Linked DNA regions of Mus musculus: all the other regions are linked to region 1. Evidence: chromatin contacts called from public Hi-C and promoter capture Hi-C data. All regions are on one chromosome and are shown on one strand. The core of a region is the stretch at or near the end of the contact, and the rest is flanking DNA. Distances in the headings are between cores, read along the strand shown.

Region 1 (4,406 bases), core at 553-3,052:
TGAACCCAGCTCTGTGAGACTCTTCTCCCATGCTCTCTGCCAGGAAGGAAACAGGACCCTCGCCTGAAATCTACATCAGGCCTGTATCCAAGCCCTGGCACCATCCCGACTGTTCACCTAGGTAAGGGGGTGGGTGGAGAGGGAGGAAGGGGAGTCAGTGGCTCCAAGGTTTCATCTGTGGCATTACCCTTTCTTCTTCAACAAGCATGCCACTTGGAGCCGCATCCTGCTTTATTTGGGTTGGCAGTTTAAGTACCAACAGCGGGGTGGCACCATGGCTGCAATGCTGAACTAGGTCAGCCCCAGCCTGCTCCAGGGAGCTCCCAGTGCCCCAGGCCTCAGCTCCCTTCTGCCTCCCAGAGGAGAAGAAAGCCCAGGGTTCCAGGGTGGGACTGGAGAAGCCGTTCTACAAGATAAAGGCCTTTGGCATCATTTTTGGCCTTGAAGAGCTTTTCAGCACCTTCTCATTTAGTAAACAGGAATATAAAGTCCCCCAAGGCTTGAAGAGAGCTACCTCATTTGAGAACTAGTGCTATTGCAAGTTACATGGCAAAATGAGGTGCCTCACGCCTCAGGCCCCTCAGAAGACAAGACCAAGGGATGGGATATAGGTACCAGGACTCAGATGATGGAGCTCAAGGTTTGGGACTGAGGTCTATTGGGAGGAAGGTTCGGGGATGGGAGATGGGGTGTAGAATTAGAGGCAGGGACCTCACTCTGGGGCCAAGAGTAGGTGTAGGATCTGAGGTTTTAGGGTAGAGACTCAGAGTTCAGGGTCAGTGTGGTATGGGTTGAGAGGAACAGGACCAAAATTTTTGAAAGCTGGGTTTCTGGAACCAGAAATCAGACTTGGGGGATCAGAGTCAGAGACTGGGGGCCAGGGGGTGAATCAGAAAACCTGGGGTCAGCGTATGCTTGGGTTTGGAAGCCAGGACATCCAAGTATCAGGATTCTGGGTCAAAATTCCAGGTCAGTACTTGTGGCTCTGGAGTTCCAAGGCAGGAAAAAGATAGGGATTTGCTGTCTTGGGAGCAAAGCAAGGAACCAGCATCAGGATTCAAGGATCTGGACTGAGTCTGGGTTCCTGTAGTATGGGTTAAGACAGGGGTTCAAAAACTGAGTCTTCGAGTTTGGCCTCGGGTACCAGAAAAGCGGTGTTAAGGTCCCGAGTGTGTAGCTGGAAGTTTCCTGGCCTAGGGTACCCCCCTGCTATGGGGTCAGGGTCTGTCTGGGGCTTGGGAAAATCCTGGTCGGAGTCTCCAGCTGTGGGTAGGGGGCATCAGAGTCACACGTCCCAAAGACAACTGGCCCGGAGTCCGCGGCTATAGAAGACGCTGTAGGGGCCGGAATTTAGGGTCTCCAACTGAAAATGGGGATGTCAGGGTCCCGGGCTGGGAGACTCCTAGCCCGTAACCGCCCCTCCCTAGCCGACGGCGCGGCACTTACGTCGTCGAAGAGCGAGCCCACGTTGGCCGTGACCAGCAGGACCGCGGTGCCGGGGGCGGCCGCCTTCCCCGCCATGGTGCCCGGGCGGAGCGGGCTCTGGACTGGGTGGCGGCGGCCGCTTCCTGCGGGGCCGGTAGGGCTGGGGTCTCGCGGGGCCGCGGGGCGTCAGCTGCGCCGGGGGACAGCACAGGGGCGCATCGCGGGCTTGGCGGGTCGGACCGGGCCTGGCCGGGGCTCCAGCCTCGCGGTCGCGGCTCTTCGCTGCTCCGCGGCCCCGCGCCCGCTCGCCGCCGCGCCTCACAGCGGCCCGCGCGCAGCCATTAGACCCGCCGGGAAAGTTCCCGCAGCCGCCGCCGCCGACTCCGGCTGGGACAAGTCCCGCCCCACAGGAGGTGGGACCCTAGAAGGCGGGGCTGTCGGTCGCGCCGGGGGTGGGGCCTCCCTATGGGGCGGGGCCTGCACACAATCTACAGACTTGGGTCTTAGGCTCCCTGGCTCCGGGTCCACTGGAAGGGCGGGTTCTCGAGCCTGAGTCAGGCTGGGGGTGGGGTTTGTGCAGGGGCGGGCCTGCTCACAGGAGCTAAGCCTAGGGTGGGGCGGAGCCAACACCAGATGGAGGAGGGGAGAGGCGGGCATATGGGGCATTCCTGTCAGTCAGGCCCCTGAGTCCTCCCCTGGCTTTGCCCCGCCCTGCCGCGGTTACGCGCATATTCCACCCTCCACTCCCATGACGTCACGACCCTGTTACCAAAGCGCTTCTTAAAGGAGCCGCGAGTTTGGACGACTACAGCCCGCCTTCTTGTTGGGAGCCCTGGAGATCCTTGGAACCTCTGTCCTGGCCCCCCATCCCCCCCCCCCGATGTGGAACCGGTCTTCAGCCTGGGTCCAGGCCCTCGCCGGTACGGGGAGTCTGACGTAGGCGGACCGTGGGAGGGAGCAGGGCCACGGAGAATTAAGGAGGAGCCTCCTCCAGTCCCAGCTCTGGGTCTGCAAAGAGTGGGTCTGCAGATCAAGTGTATGGGATTTTGCAATTTCCTAACACGTCCACCCAGTTCCTTATATAGGACTTTGCTTACAAAACAGAAAGCTGTTGGCATCCAAAAACAGAAAACTAATAAATCCTTTTAAGAAGCAAGCGTATTGATGTACTCCTGTAATCCCAGTACTCGGAAGTTGTGGCAGGATTGCTATGAGTTCGAGGCCAACCTGAACTCATAGCAACCTAAACTAGCTTGAGACCATACCCCGCCCCTCCCACCTAAAAAAGAAAAAGTTCAGATTAGGTGTTTGGATAGCCAGCTGTGGCCCCCATGCCACACCCAAGGACAGTTCCCAAGGTGGGGGATGTGGTCAGTCCGGGAATTTTAGCCACCAGAGAGAGCTGGAGGTGGGGGGCAGGGAGGTATGCTAGTTAGAAGAACAGAATCAGTCCTACATGTAGAAGGAATCAAGAAATTTCTCTGAGATAGAGTCAGTTGTTCCTGGAGGTGGGACGGGGCTGGTAGGGAACATATAGTGAGCTGGGTAACCCTTGCTAGTCTAGGCCTCCAGAAAGCCCTGTCCAGTGGGGCTGCTGCGCTGTAGCCTGCGAGGAGGCATCCAAAGAAACAGTACTACAGACATACTAGAACCCTGTTTGCAACGACAGTTCTTCTGGTGGGTTCATTCTTTAATTTTGTATTTAGTTTGTATGTATGGTGTGCATTGGTTCAGACACACACGCTACAGAAAACAGGTTGCAATTATCAGTTCTCTTCTTATAGCATGGGTTCTGGGATTTGAATTCGGGTCATGAAGCTTGGTGACAAGGGCTCTTACTCACTGAGCCATCTTGCCCGCCCGCTATAGATGGACTTTTCAGAGGTTAACAACCGCCGGAATTAATTTTAACAGGGCATTTACTTAACGCAATGGATGTGAACATCATCCAGTGTGGAACTAGCATTTAGCAATGTTAATGAGCTTCCCACAGCAAGGCTTTGAAATGAGTATCTGGTGCTTACAGCGCAGTGCCCAGTAACCACATGCTCCCTACCAAGTGTTTCCCAACTCTTGGCACCATCTGAGAAAGAATTCAGAGATGCGACAAAGAAAAGGATTAAGAGAAAGTAGTATTACAGAGAGAAGCCCACACTCAAGGAGTCAGTGTGTACAGGCTTCTGGAGAAAAACCTGTGGCCGTGCTTTTGAATGCTCTATCTTATAGACAAGCTTTAGAAGAAGAGAGGGTATTCAAGAGTTAAAGTTAGGGAAAGACATTCTAAGACTGGATTGGCACTTTACCAAAATAAGGTTTATTCTCTCTTCTGCCCTTATGGGTTTAGGGTTGTCATGATGCCAAGATGCATGATGGGAGCAGGCAAATTTGCACTGCCAATGAGGTGGAAATGCTGCTATAAAGAAGCAAAGACTGGTGTCCATCTTCACCCCACTTTGCACAGACATAGGGTATGCTCCTACTGCTCTGCTACACTCTGCAATGGCATCAAGCTCAAGCTGCAGTGTGGTTTGCCTTTATCTCTGCCTGTCTCTAGTCTACCTCTCAACCCTTTTATTCCACAAAAATCCATCTCTCAACTGATTAGTGTCCACACCACTCAGTAGTAGATGTCTGCTGTGAACTGAACTGCGTACCCCATCCAGACTCGGTAGACTTAAGCCCTAACTCCACATTCGGTTATTGGGAAATAAGGACTATCCTGGGGTCTTTAAAGTTACAGGGGCCTGAAGGGCGGCGTTCTGATCTACTGGGATTAGTGTCCTTATAAAAAGTGGGATCAGAAGTCCTCTGTCCTCTGCCCCTCCAGCTGCACATAAAGGTCATGTGAGCACAGCAAGAGGACCTCTGCCTAACACCAGGAGCACCCTGTGCTGGAACTTGAATTTCCAAGCTCTGGAGCTGTAAGAAATAAATGTCTGCAGTCAAACTTCCTGTCTGTGTCATTTTGCCATCCCCACGGA
Region 2 (4,406 bases), core at 1,007-3,506, 3.0 Mb before region 1:
TTACACAGAGGGTGCTGCACAGGCCTGCTCCCCTTCCTGCCTTCCATCATAGCAGGACCTATTGTCAAATGGGCAGGAGAACCTTGCGGGTGGGAAAAAATGTCAGGGCCTAGCTTTTAAGGAAAACTCAGGGCCACTCCGTTTTCTGGAGGCAGCTCCATACGCTGTAAGTACCCAGGCTGGATATCTAGGCTGGCTTCTCCCACCTGCCTCCTTATTCCCCTTACTCTATGCACCAGATAAGACTTGTATCCCTACTGAGTGCAGCTGATCTAGTCTGGTGCACCTGGAACCCCAAGACAGCCCTCTGCTCTGTCATTAAGTCAATGGGCCCCTCTAAATCCGCCAGGGTCAATGTATGGCGCAGTTGGCAAGGGTTGAAAAGTGAGCCCTGCCTGCTAAGTGGATCCCTGGACCGAAGGTGGATGACTAACAGCAGAATTGCAGGGCCTGAACACACTGACCCTTTACTGGCTGGAGAGTATAAGAAGCAAGCCTGGTGCAAGAGGCCTGAGACAGGCAGAGAGGGAGAGTATAATCTAGTATGGTGGGAGAACTCAGGAATTCTAGACACTATGGCCCATCCCTGAGGTCTGTCAGGTGAGGGGATCAGAAAGCACACACCTGAGCTTTCATCCCTGAGCTTTCCAGGTCCAGTGGGGTAGCAGCTACAGGACTGGGTGCATCTAGGTATTCACTCACACAGACTATATGGGGAAACCCAGGGACAGAGGCAGCTAGAATTCTTTGCAGAAAATGGACTGCAGAGAGCCCCTGGAGGTCCCCATCAGTCTCTTACCCTGTGGCTTATATGAGCCACACATGAGCACAGCTGACCGCTATGTCCTGCCTCCAGTCATGCCGACACACATCTAATGGATGTCTCTATTGGCACCTGAGCACCCTGCAACACTATTTATGGCAGGGCTGGGAGAGCCAGCATGGTGCCCCAGAGGACCTTTCCCATTGCCCACCCATGGTCCAGCAATCATCTCTAGATAGCAACTCTAGGAAGCAAATGGCAACTCCAGGGCCAGACCCTGTCTCTTGGGCTACCAAAGAATAGTCTTAGATTCAAAGGAGTAGAGGGTCAGATTCCAAGATCTTAGGGCAGCTCTCGCCCTCACACCCAAGCTTTAAGCAATGTGTGGAGTGCTGACTGTGGAGGCAGGATCCAGGCTGTGGTGACCCACGTGTAGCTATTAACACTGACCCTGAGTGGAGAGCCTTGGCAGAGGTCAAGTGCCCAACTTGATGTAACTTGATGGGAATTGTAGCTTTGAACCTGGGGAACCAGAACAGCTCATGTGTCCATGTGTAGAGTGGACTTAGAGGCATCCACCTCCTCAATACAGGTAGAACATGTCCAAAAGCGCTCCCGGGATCAGACCCTGGCAAGGCTCCTCTGCGTTCCTGTCCTTGTATGGACACCACCTCTCAGAGAGGACATTCCCCTTAAATGCCTTTCTGGGCTCAGCTCTCCATGATGGAGAGCTGGACTCTGCCTCTCTCAAACAGCACCCAATTCATTTGCTGACACCAAGCAGGGCATTAAAGAGTGAAGTAGTTAAGACCCAAGTGGCGATTGCAACCCTGGTCTCATCTCACTGTACACCCTACCCCTTGTATCAATAGATGCATAGTCCAGGACTAGGCCTGCAATCAACATTGCTACATTATGGAATGTGCATGTTAGGTGTTCCAGCTTAAATAAAAAGGGTGTTGCTCTGGGGAGATGAGTAGGTAGTGGAGCTTTGAAGAGGGTGAAGTTTGCTGGTCCAAGAGTCCAGAGAGGCTCCAGGGAAATTCTCAAGGAGGAACAGAGCTGAAAGAGAAAAGGCTTAGGTTTAAGCTGGCATCCAGGAGAGGGTCAGGGCCCAATCAGACAAAGACCACATCCTGGTAGTGGGCACCCCAATTATGCAAAAAAGACAGATTAAGGGAGGGGCGGAGCTGAGGGCAGGATCCGCCCCTCTGGATGCTTCCGGGCCTGCCTGGTCTTCCTTCCCCCACGTGACCTGTATCCAGTCATTCTCCGGTCCCAGGAAAGTGGGCGGGCGCGTTCCCGAGAGCCGTGCGTAGGCCTGGAGTAGGGCACGCCTGCGCCCGGGCAGTGTTGGAGGCGGGTTCGGGTCGCCCCGCCCCTCGCCCGCGTCTCACGTGACCCGTTGAGGGCCAAACAAGCGGGTCAGCTGACTCCGCGGGACTGCGGCGTCATCCTGCCTATAAGCCGGCGACCTCTGGCTTTAAGCTTTGCTCTCTTCGGGCCGCCGCGACCATGAAGACTCCCGGCGTCTTGCTGCTCATTCTCGGCCTCCTGGCTTCGTCCTCCTTCGCGATTATCAGGTGAGGACCCGCTCTGGGTCCGGAGATGCGGGGCTCGTCACCTGGAGTGCCGCGTGCTCCGGCCGTGCTGGAATGCACCTGTGCACCCAGCGCAGCCTTCCTCAGGGTCCCACAGACTATGGGGCGAGACACTCAAAAGGCAGGGGTCTCCTGGGCCCCTCTCCACTCCTATGACTCCTATGGTCGAACAGGAGGGTACAGTAGGGTGGCCACAAGTGGGTCTGACTCCAACCTCGCCTCTGTGTGTGTGTGTGTGTGTGTGTGTGTGTGTGTGTGTGTGTGTGTAGCGGGGCGGCCGCTTCTGAGGAGAAGTGCTGCCCCATGGATAGGATTCTGTTGAACCCAGCTGTGGAAGTTGGAAAACCTAGTAGGCCCTTGCCCCCCTGAACTTCCTCAGGCCTTTCCTTTTAAGGGACCCTGTTTGACAGCTGTGCACTGGTGCATAGCCCTAGAAGTTTACTCAAAGATGATCCCCCCTGTCCTGGGTGGTGAATCTCTCCTCCTCCCTCCTGAGTTGCACAAGTCCCAGAGAGAGAAGGTATGGAGTGGCCCAGTTCAAATACCTTGGAGCTGAGGTCTACCCCACTGGGGACCAGGCCCTTCTCAGGCCCGTGGACTTGGCCTTTGTGCTAGATGAGGTCTTGGTGGTAGCCCGTGTGTTTTCCCACTCTGTGAGTCCCTGGTCGTGGCAGGTGGCTGAGGCCGTAGGCTGCGGGAGTAGAGCTGGCTCTGCCGGCTGGGCACCAGGGTTGGGTGGGAAGGAGCCCAGTCTGTAGGCTGCAAGCTGTGGGTGGGTAGCCTCAGTGGAGCCATTGTAGGGAGTGGCCTAGGCTTGATCCTGCCCTGGGCTTGCCTGCCCTGCCCTCAGGCTTCTCTTCTCTGGGAAGAGGTGTTGTGGACTCCAGGATCCCTGAGACTAGGCACCAGAAACAAAGCCACACTCTTAGGCTTGTTGGCATGTTTCCTGACCTTTGCAGGGTGTGTGCCTCCCCTAAGCCCCAGGCCAGAAGCCTGCCTCTTCCAGCCCACTACTCTTAGGCAAGACTCCTATGTCTCTCAGAGCATGCACTGTGCATGCCAGGAAAGGTCAGCTGTGACCTTGGCTACAAATCCCTGGGCAGAGAAGTTTCAACAAGTGATTACAGATCAGCTCTCCTTGGGAACAGGAGCAAACTGGGGGTGGGGGGTGGGGTGGTGGTGGAGAGGTGACCTGGAGGGCAGGGCAGGGACCCCTCTCCCTCTGCTATCTAATGGTGGCGTCCCCTATTTAGTTGTCTGCATCAGGGCTGCAGGGAGCATATAAGGGCCTTGAGTCTGTGGTGGTAGGGCATGTAGGTTTCTTGGGTGAGAGTTGCCAGATTGTGTGCAGGGATGGCTAGGGAGAGCATGAGGAGTTGGTGTTGAAGCCTCTTGGATGGTTAGGGGAAGAACCTCCAGGGACTGTCCAGGATGATAATGTCACTGCAGGCCTGGTAGGGGTGGTTGGTGGGGCTCCTTTTTGTAGAGTCCACGTGGGAACCGATGTGGCTAGGGGCCAGGTTCAGTGGATCAACCAGAGTCCCATGGTGCACCTTGCTTTGGATGCACCTGTTCCTCCTCCTCCTCCACCTCCTCCTGATGTAGGATTGGGTTCACCAGGGCACCAGGTACAAGTGCCTGGCCACACCCTAAACAGAACCCACTAGCCAGTAACCCAGGTAGGCAGACAGAGCAAGAGCTGGCCCAGTATGTGCTGTTTGTTTCACTCTAGGGTGACTGAGAACCACCTGACTGGGGTGTGGTTGGTGAGGGAAAGGGGTGGGCACACTAGCCTATCCTTGGACATGAGGAGCGAGCTTCTGTGACTGAACCTGAGGTGTCTGTGGTAGTGATAGGATGTCCTTAGCTGATTCAGTGGGTCAGTGGGCCAGTGGGCCTATGGCTTTGGGGCAGGAGTTTGTGACATGTTGTGGCCATTTTGAGATATTTAATTTGCTAGAGGCACCTAGGTGCATGCCTGGCTGGCAGTCATTCTGTACTAGAGGGCTGCCCTGGCCCAGCCTGGGGTATTTTGGGGTGGG
Region 3 (4,406 bases), core at 569-3,068, 2.7 Mb before region 1:
GGCTGCTGCTGCCTCCTCCTGAATCCTACATGACCCGATTGCCTGAATCTGCCCAGGTCTCGGCTTGCGTTACTCCCCCTCCCCAGACCCCCAAACTCCCCATTTCCTGGACTCAGAGTGGGCAGGAAGCCAGCACATCAACCACCCCAACACTGACCTGAGTAAGCATCCAGTAGAGCTGGCCATCTTCAGCCTCGAGGGCTACCTTCAGCAGGAGGTATCAACAGCATTTAGGGCTCAGCCTGAGTCAAGGAGACAAAGATCTGAACCCAGAGCCAACCCCAAACATCCCTGGGGCTCCCCATGCTTCCTTCCTGGCAGCACTCCCAAGTTGTTTGTTTGTTTTGTGCTATTTCTGAGCCAGAGACACCTCTTCCCTCCAACCTGTATTAATCCCAGGCTAGACTCCCAGACTCCCCTTGGGCTACATAGAGAGGTTTCTGCAAGCCGGTTCTAAACACTCATAATGAACCAAGCCAAGCTGGATACAGTAGGGTAAAGGAGAAGGTCCCTGCAGAGCCTTGCCCAGCACCTAGTGTGGTCTGCAGTATTCTTCACACAATCTATACTAGCAAAGGAGTGCTCCTTCCTTTGTGCCTGCTTCACTCTCTGTGACCCTTCCTTCAACCAGCCATCTCCTAAACTCTGCCCTTCATCGAGTGAGAGGCTGGACTTCCAGGGAAAGTTCAGGACACTCCACCCCCCTCCCACCCCCCACGAGACTCATATTATCTGGTCACCTCACTGTCCACCTAGTCAGGGCCACGTTTTTGAAGTATCTGAGAAGGTCTGGCATCATGGTGGGTGCTAGTAATCTCATCACTCAGAAGGCTGAGACCAGCCTGGCATACAATAAAGAATTTTCTGCCAACCTGTTCCCGAGGAGGAGGGAAAACTAAGGGAAACGTGGCTTATGTTTGCAGGTGGACCACTTTGGCACAAGACTCCCCTTCCTCTGAGACCTGCCTGACCCCTGTGTATTTCTGCCCTAGTTGTAATTACCCATGTTTTTTGAGTGCTCACGTGGTTGTGTTCACACAGTGGGATGGAGCCGACAGTCCCCAGCGGGCAGGGGAGATGTCCGGGTGGGAGTAGAGGTCGTTTCCAAGCGGCTTTTCATTGGAAGCTGTCAAGAACTGGATGTCATAGGTAGGGGGGCAGCGCCGCCCTGGGGAGCACACCGGTGGGTCTGGAGCCCCGCCCCCTGATTTCCCGGGATGAGTGACCTGAGGCAAACCACATCGCCTAGGAGCTTCTTCTGCAAAGTGTAGAGCTGGACTTCCACCTCCAGGGGTCGTGGAGAGGACAAACGCGGATGCTGCAGGTAAGGCCCTTTGCGGCCGCAGCTCTCCATGACCCTTTTCCCTGGGCCGCACTGGGGCAGGGGAGGCGCACTCTGGGAGGGCGTCCTCTCGCGAACAAAGGCTAAGGGAAGGAGAGAAATCCGTGACAGGTTCAGTCCAGGCGGGCCGAGAGAGGGAGACCCTTGCATACTAGGACAGTAGACGCTGGTTAGAGTGCCGCGAGGCAGAGGGTTCTTGGGGATACCAGGAGCCCTGAGCTGGGAAGGCTTCCTGGAGGTGGGGAGCTGCGGCGTGCGTGGCCCCTTTAAGAACCGATGCCCGAGAAGCTTGGGGCGCGGGGGACGGAGGGCGGTGGCAGAGAGACCCACGGCCGCCGCCAGGGCTCCGCACCCAGCGCCCGCTCCGCTGACGTCACCTGCCCCCGAGCGGCTCACTCTGATTGGCTGCAGGTGACGTCAGGGGCTTTTTCGCTCGGCATGACCTCATCCCCACCGGCAGCCCCGCCCTCCGCCCCGGGCCTGTCACTCGCGGCTCCCGCGGTGGCCGAGCCGGCTCCGCGGACCCCCGCCCCACCCGGACGCCGGACGCCGGACGCTGAGCCGGGCCGGAGCTGCCGGCCGCGCCCGCCAAGTCGCGGGCTGGGATGCGCGCCGTGAGCGCGCGTGCCCGACCGCAGTACGCGCGCTCCGTCCCGAGCGAGCGCTCCCCGCGGTGGCGGCGACGACGGCGGCGGCGGCGGCGACGCGCCCCGCGCGCCTCTCCGGCCCTTGCCCCGGCTACGCGGGCCCCCGACGGGCCCATGGGTGGCGGAACGGAGCGGGCGCCCTGAGCGCGGCACCGGCGTTGGGGGCAACCCCAGGGCAAGCGAGAGCCAGGTGAGCCAGGCGCTGACAGCGGTCGAGTCCTAAGCCGGGTGTGGGCCCAGGACGTGCGGAGGTTTTTGCGGTTGTGTGCCCTGAAGGAAGAAGCTCTTTGGAGCACCGAGAATAAATGGCTCTGCCCCGCGAGCGGCGCGCGCTGCAGATCCGCGCCTGCAGTGCGCTGTCTTTCTCGGCATATTCCTTCTTATCTGGAGGGATATATATAAGAGACCTAGGGATTCGCGGGGGAGGGCTGAGATCCAGCACAGATCGGTGAGAGTCCCTGCGAAGCGCCCCCGCTGGCAGCCAGATTTGGAGAAGGTCGTCCGCGGCTGCAGCGGGCAGGGGGATGCGAAACCTCCGACGCCAGAGGGTCGGCTCCGGCCTGCGGTAGGCTCCTTATCTGGAGAGGAAGCTATAGGACCCCCCCCCACTCTTCGACTCGCATGGCTGTCCCGTCACCCCCACTTCATGGTGCTCCACTCGCCTCTGCGGATAAAGAACATCCTTACCCGACGCAGAGGCTGTAGGCGCGATGCTGGGGGAGGGGCCGGCACGGCTGCCTCCTGCAGCCTGTCTCCCTGGCCTCTCTGCCTACCTTGGGAGGGAGCGGCCAGTCAGATGCTGCTGGTACCCTTGTGCCAAACCTTGCAGGTGGAGGAGCAAGAACAGGCTCAGCTTCCACTAGATCAGACCTCTTGGAATAAATTGGCCTCTGACTCCTTGTTGACAGGGTGTGCTGCGCCTGCAGCAGATAGATTGGGGGCCTTGATGGTGCAGTGATGGGGGTGGGGGACCAGTGTGGCATCTGCAATGCTCTGTTGTGCAGTATGGGGTGGGGGTGGAGGTGCTTCGGGTCAGGGGCACGGCTTCTTTCACAGTATGAATGAATTCAGAATGGAAATCCAGTGACCTGTAGACCCAGCCTCACATTTACTTGCCCCTAGGGTAGCTGGGTGGGTGAGGGTAGCTTACAGTGCCAGGCTCTGCCCTGGGAGATCAGAGTCCCCGTGCATTCACTATTTGGTTAGCAGGCACCTGATACAGATGAGCAGATCATGTGACCAGGAGCTGTAGGTTCATCTTTATGTCTGACTTGCTGCAGTCAGCTTAGGGACCTCAGGAGAGTTGCTGGGCAGGTTCTCGTTCCCTCCTGCTCTGTGCCCTTGGGGATACTTGAGGATACCTCTGGGGACTTAGCACTGAACACAGACGCAAAAAGATGCTTCAAGTCAATGTGTATAGGACTCCTGCCAACATCTTTCTTCTTGGGCTGATACTGAGGTTTCAACTCAGAAGTTTCAACTGGACAGTATTTCGGTGGGGTGCATCTGTGGGTTTGGAGAGAGTTCAATATGCAGCTCACAGAGGAAGCAGGGAGAGGCTGAACCCACAGCAAGAGAGATAGTTATGCTGTGCTCCTAAGAAATGTGTGAGCCAAAGACCCTGACTGGACCTCTCAGGACCACAGCTCCCTCTGACCTCCACTGTCTCTTTTTTTGGCCTGGCTATTTGCCTGACTGAGACAATGTTTCTGTTCCCTCTCCTGGGGCAAGGGTGCAGGGTAGACTGGCCAGAGAAGCCAAGGACTCAACTGCCATGCAGGAACATTTGAGCCCCTCCCTTTAGGAGATGGTCTCTGCCAGGCTTCAGAAGTGCCCAGTGTGACAATGAGCTGGCATCTCAGCATCTTGGGCCCCTAATTTCTGGCTCTTTCCTGAGAGCCTGCCTGGCTGTGAGCAGGGATACCCAGGTCAGGTTGTTGTGAGAAGGGACCCAGTCTTACAGGGGTTAATGGGCCTGGCAGCCATTTCTAGAAGTAGGGAGTTTCTTGTCACTAGGCACTGAGCAGGAGTAGATTAGTGAGGATGCCATTGAGGACTCGGGCTTTTATTGGTCACATAAGGACTTGGGGACCAGAACATGTTGTGTGGGAACCCCAGTGTGAAAGGCAATGGACTGGCACTTGGTATGTGGGCACCGGGGGCTTTGGTGTGCAGAAGGATTTGTTTGCAACTGTGTATTTCAGTCATGCACTCCAGGAGGCTGTAATGTCTTCTGTATGTGCAGAGGGACACATGTGTAATTGCACTCAGGGACAAGATGGATTGTCAATAAGGCATGCATCTGCGAATGTACAAAGGGGAGTGTTCCTGTGCCCAGGGAACAGTGCCACAAGGCCTGAGCTGTGGACCTAGCCTTCAGCAAAGGGGGTTGCCTGGGACCTCCCTGAGGGGTGTGG
Region 4 (4,406 bases), core at 998-3,497, 2.7 Mb before region 1:
ATTTGTAACTCAGGAATAACAACCTACACCATGTAGCCTATGTGCAAAAGGCCATAACATCTAGGTCTGTGCTTGTTGACTTTAGAACATTTGTGTGACAAAACGGCATAACTAGGAAGTTCTCAGAATATATGTGCATCATGAGGCAACACATGACCAAATTATTATTCTCATTACAATGAAAAGGAAATAGGTCACGAATGTCAGTGCATGCCTTTAACCCCAACACTCAGGAGGCAGAGAGAGGCAGATCTCTCTGAGTTCAAGGTCAACCTAGTCTACAAAGCAAGTTCCAGGACAGCCAGAGCCATTACACAGGGAAACACTGTCTCAAAAAACAAAAGCAAAAAAGAAAGAAAAGAAAGGAAGAGGAAAGGGAAATCGAGGGCTGGAGAGAAGCCCAGAGTTTAACAGTGCTTGCTGCTCTTCTACAAGACTGGAGTTCAAGTCCCAGGACTCACACCGAGTAGTTCACAAATACTTGTAACTTTAGCTCCAGGAATTTGATGATCTCTTCTGGCTTCTGCAGGCAGCAAACATACATGGTACATATACACACCTACATTCATACCCACATACACACTCACACACACCTTTTTTTTTTAAATACATATAAGAAAAGAGATAGAGGCACAGGCCATTAAACAGCTCGTTCAACTGTCCCACATTAGAAACTGGAAGAGACTAGCACAACTCATGACACCCAATCTAGTGCAGCAGCTGATGGCAGATGGTGGCAGTCAAAAGCAGACTAGCTCACCAATGACTGATGCTCCTCGGAAGCAGTGGACAAGGCCACACTGCAAGGTAATCAGCTGACGTCTGGCTAAAGCAAAGTGATTATGGTGTGGGGAAGTCATCCAGTATGACTGGGCATCCATAGGAATAGAAACAGAGGAGAACACAGGCCTGATTTTTCTCCTCCTGATATGGTCTTGACTTGGGACTTTTCCCTCTCCAGATCTTTCATTATTATTTCAGTTTCATCTCAGGTATTTTTTGCTGATAAAACTGCAACCCCACCCACTCCCAGTGCCTGACTGTTCATGCTATAAAGAAGGAATGGACTGGACATTTCCCAGCATCCTGGAATGGTTCTTTGGGGAAGGTGAATCCCATTTCAAGTATATGACAGCTGTATTACAGCAGGCAGTTGGCCTGAAGGTGTTATCTGTCTGGTGCCTGATATTCATGACACTCTATTGAAGACACTAGTGAGTTAGGTTGTTGTGATCCTTCTGCTCAACTGTGTGCTCCTGCAAGCATCTCTCCAGTGTAGAGAATAGAGAGTCAGCCTTTCAAAAAGTATTCAATGAGTTCCTAGTACTGGTCAGGCTCTGGAAAGAGCGGACAATAGGAGAGATACCCTGGATCATGAAGAGACTTACTCGCTGGAGAGAAGTATCCTGGATAATAGAGGCTCACCCAGGAGCCAGAGGGTACAGCACATAGAGGAAGGGAACAGATGGGGATTGAAGGGGACAATCATGTCCACTGGGGCGGGCAGCTGGGATGCAAATGAACGGCCAGCAAAGCTAAGGGACACAGAAGAGGCAAGTGTGGTCAGAACAGTTCTGGCAGAGGCACTAGGTGTGGGCAAAAGATGATAACAGTGGGAAGATGGACATCAGGAGGGATGTAAGCAGCAAGGGGTGAGGCACTGCAGAGGAAAGGAACACATCCTGCAGAGCAGAGGAACTCCGATGTTCCAGCCTGGGGGGTCTGGATACTCCCAGGTCTGGGATACTGGGGTCAGGGATACTCAGGTCCCAGGAACTTCAGACTCCCACGGGTCTGTGCATTCCACAGATTCAGGCACGCTGGTGGTAAGGTTCACTCCTGGGGTCAAGGCACTCTATAGTGTCCTAACACTAGAGGTGTGCAACACCGGGGTCACTCTAGAGACACCGGGGGTGTGATACTCCAGGATCCAGGGCACTGCGCAATGACAGGCAGTTTGCGAGTCCGAGGCACTCTGGAGTTCCGGGCGTCTGGGTTTCTGGGGCCCTCTGAAGTTATTCTCACTCTGGTGATCCAGAAACTCTGGATGGTCTTCAGATACAGGATGCTCCTGGGTCTCGAAGCCCCGAGGTTGGCGATGGGGAAAGGTCCTGACACTCCAGAACAGGTACTCGGGACATCGCCGCAGGGGCCGCTGGGACTACGCGTCCCAGCAAGCCGTGCGCGCGTCACGTCCGGCAGCGGGCGGGAGCCATCGAGTGTTTACTTCCGGCCGCCGGCGGGGCTGAGGCCGAGCGAGGCGCGGGCTCCGCGCAGCCATGGACTGGCTCATGGGGTGAGTGGCGGAGGACGGCGTAGCGCGGCGCTGCGCGGGGCGGCGGCGAACGTAGGGAGCGTAGGGCGGCGGGCAGCGGGTTCCAGGAGGGGCCGGGGCACGGAAGGACGGCCAGCCGCTGCGGGGTGCTGGGAGGCCGGGCAGGCGGCCGGCCGGCCGGCCGGCGGGAGAGAGGCCCGGTCCCCGAGGCGCTGTCCCGAGAGGCCGCGGTCCCTCGCCGCGAATCGACGGGCCGCGAGTCGGGCACCTGGCACTGTCGGTCGTCGGTCTTCGCGGGGCCTGCGAAAGTTCTTCCGCCCAAGTGACTTTCTTCCAATTTACTTTTGAGGAGAGTGAGAGGCGGGCGCTCCTAGCCGCGCGCGCTCTCCCGGCGGCTCGGTTCTCGACCCTGTGGCGGTGTCCGCGGCCCTGCTGTGGGGTCCGTATAATCCTGCTGGACCACAGAGAGAGCCGGCCTTCGGCTTCGGCAGTACGAGGGCTGCGCGGGACTCTGGAGATAGAAGCGGGGAAGGCGGAGGAAAGTGTAGTGGTGGCACTGTCAGGACGTCTGAGGCTGTTTGACCTCCCAGTGCTGCAACCTAGGGAGACAGCGGACTAAGTGAGCAGCCCCAGGGATAATCAAGAGACTAAGGGAGGCCGGGAGCCACATAGTGCCACTCAGGACGTTAAGTGTGGGTGACACGGGGGACTAGGCGGAGGCTCATCTTATTTCTTCAAGAGGAAGCCCTGTCACTGGTTCCTATCTGCTTCCTAGCTATGTGGTCCTCTCTAGACTTTTTTGTAATGGATCGTCTGTCAGATGGAAGCTGTGAAATCTGCAGTACAGGTTTACTGAAGGGTTAACTGAGGTAAGGGCCAGCACATGTTTTGCATATGGTAAGCTTGGCAGATGTTATGTCCTGGCCTTTAACAAGGTCTCTGAAGCCCAGGGGTTTTAAGCATAGGACACATATTTGAAACCAGCCTATTCCAGACCATTCTTCCTTTGTGCACTTGTGGAGAGGGCCAGCACTTGACTATAACTTGGCCAAGGTATGGTTTCACTGCAAGTGAACTAGATCTGTCAGCTTGGTGACTGAGGAAGCTGACCACTGCTGTATGTGTAATTTTTCCAGGCTCATACCCATCCAGGTGCTTTTTGCTTGGAGGCTGACCAGAAGCCAGTCGTTAAACTCCTCTGTCCCTCTTTCATAGTATTACTATAAAAGTAGGAAGAATGGAAGTTGCAGAGTGAGCCTTCAGAGGACATCCCCCCGCGCCCCCCCCCCCCCATCTACTCCACTTTGTCTTCTGATCCCTGGTGAGAGCTGACAAAGTAGTCGGGAGTGAAGCCATTTTTTGCTTCAGAGTACCCACTGTTTGCTCAGGGCTGAAACTCTCTCTGTAATTAACCATTTAAGTAGTTTTTCTGTCTGGAAGAATAGGACAAATGTATCATCTTTTATTGTGTCTTGGTCTTGGTCTTTTTCTTAATTCAGACCATCCGATATCAATGAGGGGTTTGGAATGTTTCAAGGTTTGTTTGTTTGCTTGCTTATGTTAAAGTAAAGGTTTTGTTAATTACTTCATGTTGGGTGAACCCAAGTATGGGTGCAAGAGTAGAGGTCTCTTACAGAAATTGTTAGAGCCAACAGGGAGGTCTACAGAAGTTTAAGTGGAAAGCTACATCTTTCTCTTAGTTGGGTGAGGATCACGCTGGGACTTTGAGCATCTCACAGCCTTATCTTTTGTGTTCCAGCTGCTCAGGAGGAAGGGAGGCCCTGCAGGGAAGCATGCTTTGGATAACCAGAGCAGAATTTGGCACGTTGGGACTTGATGGTAAACCTGCTGGGACTTTTCTGGAGAATGTTGTAGGTGTGGCTCTTAGCCACCTCTTGTCCTGTAGGTTTCCTCTGCTTGGAGAAGCTTTGAGCTTGTTAAGCAGTATATATAGTCAGGCTCCCTTCATTCTTTATTAGAAAGGGTTACAATTTTTGTGTAGTGGGTGTTTGTTCTGTTATGGACAACCACGTGCAGGGTAACACCCAGGGGAAGCTGCTCAGGATTTGGAAGAGAGAACCCCAACATGTTATGGGATACTTTAGGCAACACTTGAATCTTTTCTGGGGTA
Region 5 (4,406 bases), core at 1,123-3,622, 2.5 Mb before region 1:
AGTGGCAGCAGGCTTTTATTGATTGTTTTTCCTGGGAAAGACTAAAGTTTGGTAATTTTTCGATGTCCATGGGCATGTTTTCCTTCTTGTGAAAAAGTATTCTGGCCTTCGAATTTACTTAGTTGATTTAATCTAGGAAATTTTAAGTTACGTTTAGAACTGGTATCAGTGTCTTGCTTAAACATCCTGGCCTTGTGATTTGGTCTGAGCCTTAAAAGGTCATAGAACCTCAGATAATTAAGTCACTATGCTTGGCAAGAGGAAGCACATACCTGCTCCAATGTCCAAGTTAGCCCTGTGGTCTTGGACATAACTGCTTTTCACCCTTTGGTTTGTAGACCAGGCTGGCCTCAATTTCCCAGTCCTGCTCCCATCTCAGCCTCCTAATGATCGGGATTATAGATATGTGCCACTGTACCCAGCAACAACACATTTCTCAGAGTTTCTGTGTGTCTCCATACAGAGTTGAGTAGCATCTTGTGGCAGTTGAGCCCATAGGCTCACATTGGATTAATTGATCCTCAGTGGTGTATTTGAGAAGGGTTAGGAGGTGTGGCCTTGTTGGAGGAGGTATGTCACTAGGGAAAGACTTTGAGGTTTCAAAAGACTGATCCCAATCCTAATATGTCTCTGTCTCCTGCTTGCCTCTCAGTGGTTGCTCCAGCCACCTGCTATCTCTGCTCCACCATCATGGACTCTAACCTTCTGAAACCATAAGTCTAAATTAAACTCTTCTGTAAGTTACCTTGGTCTTATCCCATCAATAGAAAAGCACTACAAATCCGAGTCAAGAGTGAAGGCAACAAAGGGGACAAATACAAGATGATGAACACAGAGATGCTAAGCCTTTCATCCATTTTCTGTTACCCATAACCTCTCTGCTGAGTGGAGTCAGTACTAGCAGCAGAGCTAGTTTTCAAGTTTCTGCAAAGTAACCTAGGTGAATTTTATCATAGTCCACCTATACCAGAGTTTCTATCTGCTGCAAATCTAGTAGAAACAAGTAAGATTATGTCCAGCCACGTGATCCCCACCATGAGAGAGCTTTAAGTCAAGGAAGAACAAATGCTGTGGTTCTGCTCTGACAGACTGTGCCAGGGCTTGAACTGATTTCAGGAACGTACTGAAGCATTTTATGAGATAAAGTTTTTTCTTGGGAACAATTCCCCCTTGGTGTTGTTGGTGGTGGTGTGTGTCTTTTTTAAACTGCTTAGTACTGAAGGATTTGGGATTCATCAGAGGCCATATGTGTGGTCTTAGTCACAAGGGGATCCTATTGTGCTATCCAGATATAATTTTATACAACAGGTTGTCTGCTGCATGTTTAGACACAAGTCACAGGTTTTGTCTATAACCAAGAAGAAAGGATTGAGCAGGGATGTGGACACCAGGAGAGATCAGGGGTCTCTTTAAAACTCTGTCTGCCACAATGGATAGTCTTTTGTGTCTTAGCTTTATCAGCATAGAGATGACAGTTTGGGCAACAGGAGCTAGAGACCGGTGAGAACTGGATATAGATCAGTGTCCAGGAACAGAGCCCAGATGCAGTCCCATGTTATGCCAAGGTAGAGACTGTCACTAGAGTTGGAAGATGTAATCTTAAAGATGAAAGGAACACAAGAGAACATGGTGTGAGTGAGGAAATGTTCTTGGTACTCCTAGACAGTACCAAGTCTATTGCCGCACAAGTAAAAGGGGACCTACAGACTGGTGACCACCATAGGGTAAACTCCTTATAGGAACTACCCTGGTTCTATCTGGCCAAGTATTCTTCTGAAGAGAGTGCTCTGAAAAGGCAAGAGTGGGTGGCCCGGGTTTCCTAGGGACAGATCTTCATCTCTCCATTCATTTAGCAAATCCAAGGCTGGTGGAAGTTTTCCGTCCCACTCTTGTCTCTCCTTCAGCTTGGTTTCTTCTTTTAAAATTTAAATATAAATGTTCTCCCTCCCACAGAATTTTGAGGTAATTCAAGAGCTTGAGGGTAGCTGGTTCTACTGCCATCTGTTTTTTTTTTCGCTCAGGCAGCCAAACCTCAGTTTTCTCCAAGCGGATCACGCACCTGCAAGCGGTGGTATCACAGCTATCTCCAGTTAGGTGACTAGACGCTGTGGCAACTCGACCGAATTGAGATGTGCGTCCCTGTTCTAGGTGTATGCGACTGGGTGAGCAGGCTTCTGCCCGCAGGAGAGTGTTCAGGTTTAGGCATGCGCAAACAGTCTGACAGCCATTTTAACGGGCTGCTGAGCGCCCGAAGGGAGCCACTGCGCAGGCGTGTACGGGAGACCCATTTCCCCCTGAGGTCGGAACACGCGTGCGCGGATTAGCCGGAAGGGGCGGGGCCAGCTATTGCCAAGCTCTGTGCTTTGGGAACGCCGGGGTGGGGCGGGGCGGGGCGACTGTCAGCTGACTGAAGAGCCGATTGCCTCGCGGGACAACGGTCGGCGACGCAGCTTGTGGTGGGAGCGGAAGAGCTCTCCCGGCGGGTCTCTGTGCAGTTGGCGAGGCAGAGGGCCGCCGCAGCACCATGGCGACCACCGTCAGCACGCAGCGCGGGCCGGTGAGTGCTCTGGGCCAGAGCCTGGCTGGGGCAGTGGAGCCTGGGGTCGGACTCCTCAGTCTTTTACGGGGCCCCTCGCGGGTTGCTCTTCCGTCCCGGGGCTTCGCGGGTCCTACCTTCGGGTACCCACCCGGAGCAGCGACTCTCGTCTATCGGACATCTGGGGTGGAGGAAGGCAGAATTTGATGGTTCCCCAGATGCCCACGGGCCCTGAAGCTCCTGGCCTCCTTCATGGAGAGGGATCCTGACTCCCGTGGTCCTCCTGGGTGGAGGCCCTGAATAGGGTTCCTCTACACAGAAGAAACCTTACCCCATTGGTCCCCAGATGGAGTGGGACCCCGACTTCCCTTAGTTCCTCAGATAGAAAGGGCCCTGAACCCCTTACGTTCTCAGATCTATCACCTGCTTGGTCTCCCAGATGGACACAAGCCCTGACTCTTGGTCTCCCAGATTGAGAGTGGTACTGACTACATTAATTTCCCAAACTGAGAGGTGCCTTGGTTCCCCGTCTCTCAGAGGAGTGGAGTCGGACACCTTTGGTCCCCCAAAGGAGAGAGATAACCTGGTCTCCTTGGTTTCAGAAATGGTGAAAGATCCCACTTTGTAGTCTGTCCTTACTTGTGACAGTTTCCTCTTCTCCCTAACATCTATAGAAAATAGGGTACTACCTCTTGAGCTTAGTTAGTGGCTACCTTTTCAAGCCTCAATTTCTTCATTTATAAACGAGGAGAGGGGAGCAGAGAACTTGGAAGACCCAACAGGGTTGTCTCTTCAGGATTGTCTTGGGTTCTATTATACTACCTGTCTCACCTCCCCTAGTGTGTATGGCCTCCCAGTAGCTCCCTGAGACTGGTGTGGGTGGGATGTTGTTAGCCAACTGTGGCTGTGTGGAGTAGAACATTGTTCTGATCAGCACCTCAGTGCCTTTTCCCCTGAAGTTAATATTGAGTGTGCCTGCAAAGCCTGTGGTTTCCCAGAGTTTTTTCACCCTGACAGCTTGGTGTTGATTGTGTGTGTGTGTGTGCGTGTGTGTGTGTGTGTGTGTGTGTGTGTGTGTGTGTGTAACAGGTAACTCCTTGGGATAGATTACTGATTTCCTGACTTTGAAGAAAGCCTCAGGCTTGTTAGATGCTTTTTAGGAGGGCTTTGAAGCCAGATCTCCTGAGCCACTGTCAAACTTGGATGGAGATTTCCAATGTTGGAGTTACTTTCATGTTCATCAACCCTTCTTCATCCTCACGGTGTCTCAGCAAACTATAGAAGATTGATGGTGGCTGCCAGAGGAGAAAGGGAGACAGAGCTTTGCCCTTTTCATATCCCCTGCCAAGTGGACACATGGCCAAGGAGAGTGGACCCTTTCTTACCGTGTGGTCTGAGAGTGTCCTTATCTCTTGTGGTTCAGGCTGAGTTTGAATTCATCTGATGGTGAACTCCATGTCTGTCATGAGTAAGAAGCTATCTTTCCCTGTTGCTTAGAGAAACTCTGGTGTTGTACAGAGCTGCAATAACCTACACAGTGATGAGTAATTGGGAGTGTCAGATGATGTTGATACTAGCAGAATCTGTGGAGTCAAATCCTGACGTTTGATCTTTCTACTTGCCCAGAGTTCCTGGGAGAATGTAGTCATAGAAATACAACATAGACAGCTGAGTGGTTTTAGGTTTTCATGACTTGTAACTTTGGGCTGTAAGAACTTGTCATAAGTGACGGGTATCTCAAGGTTTATTTGGGATATGCATATCTTCATCATAGTATTAGTGGTCACAATATTTAGAGTAACTGGACACTGAGCCACAGGTGTGGAGCACAGGGACACAGCTATGCATCGTAACTTATGTAAGCCAGAGA
Region 6 (4,406 bases), core at 991-3,490, 2.5 Mb after region 1:
TATACAATATGTATATATATTATATATATTATATATAATATATATGTGTATATATAGTCAACTTGACACACGCTCAAAAAATATATATACATATATGTATATGTATTATATATATAGTCAACTTGACACACGCTCAGGTCACCTAGAAAGAGGGAACTTCAACTAAGAAAACGCCTCCATCAGACTGGCCTGAGAGCAAATCTCTGCTGTATTTTCTTCACTTATGACTGCTGTGGACAGGCCCAGCTCACTATGGGTGCCTGGGCACACAGTCCGGGGGTGTGTAAGAAATCAGGCTGAGTAAGATATGTATATATATATAGTCAACTTGACACATGCTCAAAAATATATGTATATATAATATATACAATGTGTATATATAATATATATAATATATTATATATAATATATATGTGTATATATAGTCAACTTGACACACGCTCAAAAAATATATATACATATATGTATATGTATATATATAGTCAACTTGACACACGCTCAGGTCACCTAGGAAGAGGGAACTTCAACTAAGAAAACGCCTCCATCAGACTGGCCTGAGAGCAAATCTCTGCTGTATTTTCTTCACTTATGACTGCTGTGGACAGACCCAGCTCACTATGGGTGCCTGGGCACACAGTCCGGGGGTGTGTAAGAAATCAGGCTGAGTAAGTCACGAGGAGCAAGCCAATAAACAGCATTCCTCCATAGTCTTTGCTTCAGTCCCTGCCTCCAGGTTCCTTCCCTTCTTGACTTCCGGCCCTGCCTTCCCGTCATGGGGAACCGTTATCAGGATATGTAAACCAAATAAGCCCTCCCCTCCCCAAGACTCCTTAGTCATGGTGTTCTGAGGAAGCCATAGAAAACTAAGCCAAGGACACTCCGCACACTGGCAGGCCCAGTGAGGGAGTAGAGACAGGCTCAGATGGGGCCCACTGATCTAGAACAGGACCCAAAGATCGGTGCCTTTTGCTCTCCACAGAAAGAAGTTGCTGTACAAGACACAGCCACCTTACCACAACACCTGAGACTCTGCTTCTTAAACCATGGTAACAGCAGAAACTTCTTCAAAGACATACCACATATTAGTCAAACTCTTATTATGACAGATTTTTCCCTCTAATTGAAAAAAAAATTACTCCCATAGATCCTTGTGGCCTGGCTCCTCTAGACCTCAGACAGTACCAAACTATGTCAATACCCAGAGTGGCCCAGAGTGGGTGGAGCCTCAGGCAGGGCATTTGTGCAGACCATTCTGTCCAGCCACTCTCAGGCTCTAGGTCCTGTCAAATGCTCAGATGACATGCCTAAGCTTACAGGACACTGACCACAGGCCAGGCTTCTCACATCCCCCACACCCAGCACCCTACGACAAGTGCTGCAGATACTGAGAGACACATGAAGTTAAAATCATCTGGGATCACCTGTCAGGGAAGTGAAATGAAGAGCAGGTCTGTCTACAGAGACTCTGCAGGTTGTAGAATACCCTTTCCACAAGCTCCTGTCTGTGTCTGAGGAGGGTCCAGCCAAACGTGTGCACGCACACGTACACTCAAACCTTACTTCTCTGAACTCACAATCAGGGTCTGGATGAGGCAGCTCAGAATAAAATGTACAGAACAAAAACCTAGACCCACTGGGCGCGGAGCGAATGTACTGTTTGTTTACTCTCTGAGGTTTTAACCAGGTGTGCCTAGCACCAGCCATGATGTTGCAGGACCCCGGGGCCTGGTTATTTTCTCCTACTCTCAAGAAAGAAGGAGCTATGAGAAGTATGGGCCTACTACAAGCAGATCTGAGCTACAAGCTGAGGAGCTTCTGGAAGCTTCCTGAAAGAAAGGTGAAGCGGGATCCCCACCCCCTGGTCACCAGTGAAGGGAAAGAGTATGGCCAGGGGACCTGCATGGATCCAGCAGAGACTTGAGAAGTGTTGGGCATCTGGAGGTGTGGCAGGAGACATGCCCAGTCACCAGGCAGACTTGCCCACGAACCCCGGGGCCAAGGGAAGTAGGGCAGCCTGTACAGAAGGGGCTGAGGTCCTAGAGAAAGGAAGGAGTCCTTAGGACAACTCAGAGCCACGACTGTCTCCCTGGACTTCGGCTCTCTCCAGAGAGGGCCCCACACAGTGCCCCAAAACTCACCAGCTTGCAAACTGCAGACAGCAACGGGGAACGGTACACAAGTTTTAGGTGCCTGAGCACCAAGATCTGGCACTGAGAAATACGGGCCGCAGGCGCGTGCACGGGGTGGGGGCGGGGCCTAGCACGGGGCAGGGCCTGGTGGGCGGGGGCGGAGTCAGGGTGCAGTTGATTACTGAGCTGTGGGCTTGTAGTCCGAGGGTGTAAAGCGGGCCTGGTACGCGGGGCGTGGCTCTGGGAGCTGCCGGAAAAGGGGCGGGGAGTGTAAGCACGCCCAGTGTGTGACGCAAGGGTGCCGCTCTGTGCTTCCTCCCTGGGTGCGTGTTCCTAGAGCAGGCCTCTTCTTCCAGACCTGAAACTGGTTCTTTGCCCATCCTAGACATCAGGCCGCATCATCCCACCGGAGCTGAGCTGCACCTTCTCACCTCGACCTCACCACCCCAAGTCCCAGTTTACCCGCTGAGACATAGTCACTATTTGCCAACAGCGCGCACCCAAAGGGTGGTGGAAGAGTTAAGCCCACTAGGAATCCAGTCACTGCCCAGCTGGGCCAGGGCTTTCTTTCAGGATCTTCTTGGCACTTGGAATTGGAATGGCTCAGTAGTGGTTCAGCTAGTGTGAGTATCCAGCATCTGGTGTGAGATGACAGGATTTAAATGTTGTCCACCAAGAAAGCCTTGTTGGAATTCTCCCTCTGTACCTCATAATGGCCTTATTTGGAAAAACACGGAGGTGACACTTGAAGATGATGTCACTAGTTAGGAGAGTCCTAATCTGATATTACTGCTGTCCCTGTGAACAGAAAACTAGAAGCCAGATACACCTGTGTACCAGATGCTGTGCAGGAGGTGAGAACTACCAGCCTCCTGGACTATAAACAAATTTTCATTCTTTCAAGCCACCCACTTTGTGGTACTTGATTGGCGCCCCATGGTATCTGACTTGATTGACATAAAATCCTTAGGGAATGTTATCGTCCTAAAGCTTCAGAGAGACGTGTTGTTAACTTCAGGGTCCCATCCCAGGTGCACATATGCTAAGAACCATGCTGTGGTTTTGTTTGTTGAGACCTTCATCTTCCCAGTGTGCAGCTCTCCTGCCTGGATTTGGTCCTTACTAGTACCCTGGTTCAGTGACCTGGAGGAGCCAACATTTTACCTACCACCTTTAGAAGCGTTGCTCAAAGGTTTGTTGTATGAGGAGCCCCAGTGACTCACAGAGGCCACCATTCACCCTTTGAAGCCGCCCCTCCTCACCTCCACTGTCACCTCCTCCAGACATGCTAAGAATAACTGCTGATAGAAGATAAACGAGACTCCTAGATACATGGGATGATCAAATCAAGTCTCAGAGTCCTTCTGTGTCGTCTACGCTCAACAACTTGCTTGGATTTGTAATTACCTCAGAGACACACCTCTGGGCATTGGAGCTCCCCTCCCCCAATATGGGTGGTGTCATCTCTAAGAACTGAGATCCCAAACTGAATGAGAAGGGAACAAAGGAGAAGATAAAGAGAGCACCAGCACAACTCTCTCTGCATCCTGAGCAGCTAATTCTGCTGTCATGCTGTCCCTTCAATGATGCTCAGCCTTTCTCTGAACGAGAGCGCCCCTCTCCAGCCCTTGATTTCTTTCAGGTATTTGGTTATAGTAATGAAGTGAGTAACTAGTCCACCTCCCCAGCGCTGTGCTCAGACAGAGAGGGGTATTCTTGCCCAGGGACAAGAGACATGAAAGTTTACCCTGGGTCCTGCTCTTGCTTCTTGGTTATCTTGGGTCCTCCGGTTTATCACTCGTACAGTAATTTCATAAGAATCTGTGCTGTGCACTTGTAGACCATACGTGCATATTGCACAGGCTCCTGGGATAGCAACAGACTATTGAGTAAGGATACTATTTGCCAGGCCCCATATAGCATGATGCTACCAAGGCCCAATTAGAACTGGGATCCTAATGGAACTGAAAATGAGAAAGACCAAGATTAAATCAGAGTTCCTGTTGAGACCCCAAACAAGTACACTCTGGAGCCGATGCAATTAATATCAGAATCGTAGCTTGTTAAACTATCTGGGTGGCAGAACTGGAGAGATGGCTCAGAAGTTAAAAACACTGGCTAAGGCAAGACTACCAACCCAGATACAAAACTTTCAACCTACAAAATTTTTCCTGACTACCGTAAGCAAAGGTAGAGGAGAGAGAGACAGAGACAGAGACAGTCAGAAAGAGACAGAGAGAGAGAGATAAATGTGTAAAGTGCCATGAGAGTGAGCTT
Region 7 (4,406 bases), core at 1,090-3,589, 2.2 Mb before region 1:
CAGTGTCACGGGAGACCTGACAGCTGAGAAAGAAGGCATTCTGAGAGAATGGCTAGGTTACACAGAAACCTGCACCCAGAGAGACCCAGATACCAGGTACCCTGTCTTCCAACAGCTCCTCTAGGAATGGTCTTGTACATTCCATACAACTTTGGGGAACTATTTACCACTATTTCAACTGAGGCACTTGGTGTTGCCAAACATCCTCTAAAACATAGAACTGTCTCCCCACAACAAAAATCAATCATCCCCAAAGATTAGCTATGCCAAGGAGGGATGGCTTCTCTACCAATCAGCCAGTAAGTTATTTACCAAGTTCTTACCATGTACCACCTCTGATCAAACACAGGGCATGTCTAACAAGTGGTAACCTGTTGGGTGAGAAACTGGCTTTCACTCTCAATGTCCTGCACAAATGTAACCCTCTTCAGAAGGATGGAGCTGGGGAAATGGTTCAGGGGGTAAAGATACTTGCTGCCACACCTGAAGACCCACATGATGAAAAGGGGAAACAGACTTCTGAGAGAGACGTCCTCTGACCAGAACACAGGCACCATGGCTTGTGGGTGAGTACACATACACACACAACACAAACACTTATAAATGTAATTTTTTACAAAAATTTTAAGAAAATAACAGCTGGGCGGTGGTGGCGCACACCTTTAATCCCAGCACTTGGGAGGCAGAGGCAGGTGGATTTCTGAGTTCGAGGCCAGCCTGGTCTACCAAGTGAGTTCCAGGACAGCCAGGGTTATTAAAGAAACCCTGTCTTGAAAAAACCAAAAAGAAAAAGAAAAGAACAAAATGCTTCATGACTATGAATGTTATTGTCTAAAATTTTGGTAAGCCCTGATCCAAGGATGCCTGTATCTTTGCAGAGCAGGGAGGGACAGAAATCTACCTCTTCCAGAGTCCTACAGACCCAGGCAAGCTGGGGTCCTGCACACAGTCTTAGGGAATACAGTATAAATTTAAGTGTTAGTGTGACGACACACTGGGCAAAATTCCTCAGGAAGCATATTAATCTCTAAAGTAACAAAAATCATGGAGTCAGCTATTTGCTGGATACCAAGAAAAAAATAAACTGACAGGAAAATGGCTTTTCTTCTCATCAGTAAGGGGGTGTCTGATAACCCTCAGAAGTTTCTGTAAGCCAAAGTCCTGGGCACCCGCCCTGCCTGACCTTTAACCTTCCGACCCATTTCACTTTGAGCAGATTTTTTTTTTCCACCCAGGGGACACTGGCTACAGAACTGCTCAGCGGAGAAGCAGGCGCAGCTTCCAGCATCCACACCCGGCTGCTCCCGGTTCCCTGGGGGAATGAGTCACTTTAATCGCAGTGGGTGAGATCTAATCATCGCCCAACATGCCGCCTGAATCAGGTCCGAGAGACGTATAGTGTCCCTATCCCCGCCCAAAGAGAAATCCACGCTGTTTTGGAAAAGGCTGGGTTAAAGGCTCCATTACTAGAAAGACCAAGATGACATCATGCTGGGGAGGGGCGTCTAGGGCCGGAAACCCCTCGACTGTGCCACAAACCCCACAGACTCCCCACCGCGCCCCGCACTCCCATCGCTACACCTAGATCTCAAGACACCTAAGCCCCGCACCTCAGTCTGAACACCCACAGGCAATCTCCCAACTGTCCAAACCCATACATGCAATCACTCTACCAGGGGTCCGCACCCCAGATCTCTGCCTAACATCTCTGCTCCTACCCCAACCCCACTGCCAGATTTGCACCTCCAGGACCCTGCCCCACTCACCAGCACGAATCTTCACTCTACACCTCATCTTCGGGTCAGGACTTGGGACACCACCACCATCACCCCAGTCTGGTCCCCCCGCAGCAGGCTACCAACTCCCGCCAGATGTGCACCCAGGACGCGCGCTCTGCACCCTAAGCGCCCGCGCGGGACCCCCGCCCCACCGCGCGATCTGCACTCCACAGCCCTCCTTCTCAAGCCTGAGCGGACCCGCGCACCGGCCCACACCCCTCTCCCCGTTCCGGCCGAACCCCCCAGACCCCCGGCCGCACCTGCGGACCCCCGGCCGCGCCCCCGCTCAGGCCCGCCCGGCGTCTGGCACTCACAGTTGCGGATGTCGGAGATGAAGACCGCTAGGCCTCGCATCCCGTCCCCCTTGGATACGGCCGGCATCTTTGCGCCCCGGGAGCGGCCTCGGCGGCGGGCTAGAACAGCACGGGCGCGGCGGTCACGCCGAAGAGCCCTGGAGCGCGGAGCCGCCTAGCCACAGCCGCCTCGGGCCCCCGAGCGCCGCTCGCTGGGCTGCGCGCGCGAGCACGCACGACGCACGCGCTGGCGCGCACGCTGAGCCTCGCGCCCGGCGACGGGCGGTGCAAGAGAGCGTGCGCATTCTCGCGGTGCTGGGGGGCGGGGGGAGGACGAGGAGGATGGGGGCGTGGCGCGGGATAGAGCCGGATTGCTGCTTGGAGAACCGGAGCTGTGCGGAGCGCGCAGGCGCTACACCTCCTGGTATCACCGCCTGGTGAAGGATCCTTCCAATGTATACCGGAGTAGCCCCGATCTCGCTCTCACGGGTGAGCCCGGCTTTACCTAGACAGAGACACTGACACCAGTGCGGGATCAACCCAGTGTCACACAGGGGTGTAGGGGAGGAGCGGGCTGCACTAGCACCTACAGCAGTCAACCTTTGCCTGTGCAAACCGGCCCCAGAGCCCTGGCAGTTGGACTGACCTACCCCAGGCCACCGGCGTGGAACCGGAGTGAGAGGCGTTTACAAGCCTCTAAACTGGGACAAAAGGAAGCGCTACTCCAGGTTCCTACTTCCCTTACAAATGGGGAAACTGAGGCTTGAAGCTAGACTGACCACTCTTGCCGAGGTGACTGTTGTCTGGAGTACAACCTCTCAGCATTCATCCAGGCCCCTTTGCTTATTGCTTCTGCTCCCCTGTTCCCCTCTCTAGCGAGGTGGCCCCATTGGATCCTTCCTATGGACCCATTTTGCAGAAGAGCGGGATTGGCCCACCACTCCAGGAAGTGGAGATCATGGTGGCTCTTCCCTAGCTCTCTTCTGTGAAGAGGAAGCTTCACACCTAAGGTGGTTATCATGATCCAGACCCACTAGGCAGAACTCTCTGTCCCTTGCTTTTATACAGATGTGGTAGAGCCTAGTCCAGAGAATAAGAGGCACGACCCTCCTATAAATCAGGCAGTCCACCAAGGTCCCAGGACTGATGGAAGAAACTGAGAACATAATAAGCCAAATCTCTGGTGAGGCTGCTGAATTTGCCTGACTTTTTAAGAGGTGAAAGAGCCAGCACCAGAAAATAAACTTCCTCCAGCTTGTCTGCACCATCAAAAAGATGCTTCTGGGCCATATAAGGAGTGCTGGACAGGTGGCAATAGGAATCCCATTGCTTATGCCCAGACAGGAATGAGACTGCAGGAGATTCTCAGACTCCTCCATTGTACTGACTCTGAGAGTCACCACAGCCATCCTATAGTTAGTATTTTAAATAATTTCATTATAAATTATTTATTGAAAGGGGTGTGCAATGTGGAACTCAAAGGACACTTTGTGAGAGTCAATTTTTTTCCTTCCACCTTGTGAGTCCCAGGAAGCACCTTTACCCACTGAGCCATGTCTAAAAAATGGTTAATCTTGGTTGTCATATTGGATAGGATCTACTACACTCATCATGAAAACAAACATCTGGACACACCTGTCAGGAAGTTTCTAGATTAGTCTGATTGAGGCCCACCATAAATATAGGCTGTAAGGGTCCTGAGCGGAATAAAAAGGAACGGGGTGAGCAACAGCATTCATCTGTTTCCTGGCTGTGGTGACAATGTGACGAGCTGCCTGAGCTCTTACAGTCATGACTTCCCATTCTGAGAGAACATATCCTCCAACTGTGAGCTTCTACAAAACCTTTTCCTAGCTTGCTTTTGTCACAGCAAAAATAAATAATAATAAAGTGTCGCACAAGTGTGCCACATCAGGCCTGACAAGTGGACACAGGAAAGACTCCACCTATGGCCAGTGCCACCTATGGCCATCTCAGATACACAAGCCACCAGATCACTTTCCCCACACCGAAGCCTTGAACCTGAGCACATGATCCTTCCAAACCACTCACTGAAGGAGAGGCTGCCATTGGTAATGTGCCTTGAGAACAATTCTGTTTAAGTTGTCTGAACTAGAGACTTGTCACAGTATTTTCCCCAAAGACAGATGGTACTGAAAGCCCTGCCTTCCTCCACAGGTTGGAAGGGCGCTGCAAGCTCCAACTGCAGTTTGATAGAGGGGACAGCAGAGCATCCCAGACAGACAGCCCTGCCCTGTCTCATTTCCTATGCTCTCCTAGCTCTGCTCTTGCCCGCCTCCAGTCAGTTTTACAAATGACCCAGTTTCCTTCCTGT

What was found. Promoter capture Hi-C pulls out the DNA fragments that hold promoters and counts their contacts. A called contact is a pair of places that touch in the nucleus more often than the background predicts. Capture Hi-C pulls out chosen DNA fragments and counts their contacts.
Region 2: a contact with region 1 is called in a promoter capture Hi-C map of pre-B cells, with 4 times the contacts expected there. The contact joins the promoter of Ctsd here to the promoter of Inpp5a in region 1. A contact is called at or near these places in 2 of 39 promoter capture datasets (liver and pre-B cells).
Region 3: a promoter capture Hi-C map of pre-B cells shows a contact between it and region 1, with 5 times the contacts expected there. The contact joins the promoter of Dusp8 here to the promoter of Inpp5a in region 1. A contact is called at or near these places in 2 of 39 promoter capture datasets (hippocampal neurons and pre-B cells).
Region 4: a promoter capture Hi-C map of liver shows a contact between it and region 1, with 4 times the contacts expected there. The contact joins the promoter of Mob2 here to the promoter of Inpp5a in region 1. A contact is called at or near these places in 2 of 39 promoter capture datasets (liver and pre-B cells) and 1 of 9 other capture datasets (liver).
Region 5: a Hi-C map of CD8 T cells shows a contact between it and region 1, with 4 times the contacts expected there. The contact joins the promoter of Tollip here to the promoter of Inpp5a in region 1. A contact is called at or near these places in 1 of 39 promoter capture datasets (pre-B cells) and 2 of 484 Hi-C or Micro-C datasets (CD4 T cells and CD8 T cells).
Region 6: a promoter capture Hi-C map of liver shows a contact between it and region 1, with 2.4 times the contacts expected there. The contact joins the promoter of Mgmt here to the promoter of Inpp5a in region 1. A contact is called at or near these places in 2 of 39 promoter capture datasets (liver and pre-B cells).
Region 7: a contact with region 1 is called in a promoter capture Hi-C map of pre-B cells, with 2.8 times the contacts expected there. The contact joins the promoter of Ap2a2 here to the promoter of Inpp5a in region 1. A contact is called at or near these places in 2 of 39 promoter capture datasets (cranial neural crest and pre-B cells) and 1 of 9 other capture datasets (adipose tissue).

What each region holds. Positions count from the first base shown.
Region 1 is chr7:139,386,505-139,390,910 of GRCm38.p6, reverse strand. It overlaps Inpp5a (inositol polyphosphate-5-phosphatase A), which reads right to left and starts at 1,802. Exons shown (of 16, transcript NM_001127363.1): 1 at 1,447-1,802. The coding sequence starts at 1,521. It overlaps Gm46004 (a long non-coding RNA gene), which reads left to right and starts at 1,764. Exons shown (of 2, transcript XR_001778314.2): 1 at 1,764-2,345; 2 at 3,770-4,406.
Region 2 is chr7:142,385,677-142,390,082 of GRCm38.p6, reverse strand. It overlaps Ctsd (cathepsin D), which reads left to right and starts at 2,256. Exons shown (of 9, transcript NM_009983.3): 1 at 2,256-2,346. The coding sequence starts at 2,279.
Region 3 is chr7:142,092,696-142,097,101 of GRCm38.p6, reverse strand. Dusp8 (dual specificity phosphatase 8) reads left to right here and starts at 1,818. Exons shown (of 7, transcript NM_008748.3): 1 at 1,818-2,179. It overlaps Gm32786 (a long non-coding RNA gene), which reads right to left and starts at 2,936. Exons shown (of 7, transcript XR_870057.3): 1 at 2,763-2,936; 2 at 1,024-1,425; 3 at 158-242.
Region 4 is chr7:142,058,875-142,063,280 of GRCm38.p6, reverse strand. Mob2 (MOB kinase activator 2) reads left to right here and starts at 2,247. Exons shown (of 5, transcript NM_028308.2): 1 at 2,247-2,296. The coding sequence starts at 2,280.
Region 5 is chr7:141,900,427-141,904,832 of GRCm38.p6, reverse strand. It overlaps Tollip (toll interacting protein), which reads left to right and starts at 2,372. Exons shown (of 6, transcript NM_023764.4): 1 at 2,372-2,557. The coding sequence starts at 2,525.
Region 6 is chr7:136,892,420-136,896,825 of GRCm38.p6, reverse strand. It overlaps Mgmt (O-6-methylguanine-DNA methyltransferase), which reads right to left and starts at 2,240. Exons shown (of 5, transcript NM_008598.3): 1 at 2,139-2,240.
Region 7 is chr7:141,560,113-141,564,518 of GRCm38.p6, reverse strand. Ap2a2 (adaptor-related protein complex 2, alpha 2 subunit) reads right to left here and starts at 2,339. Exons shown (of 22, transcript NM_007459.3): 1 at 2,093-2,339. The coding sequence starts at 2,159.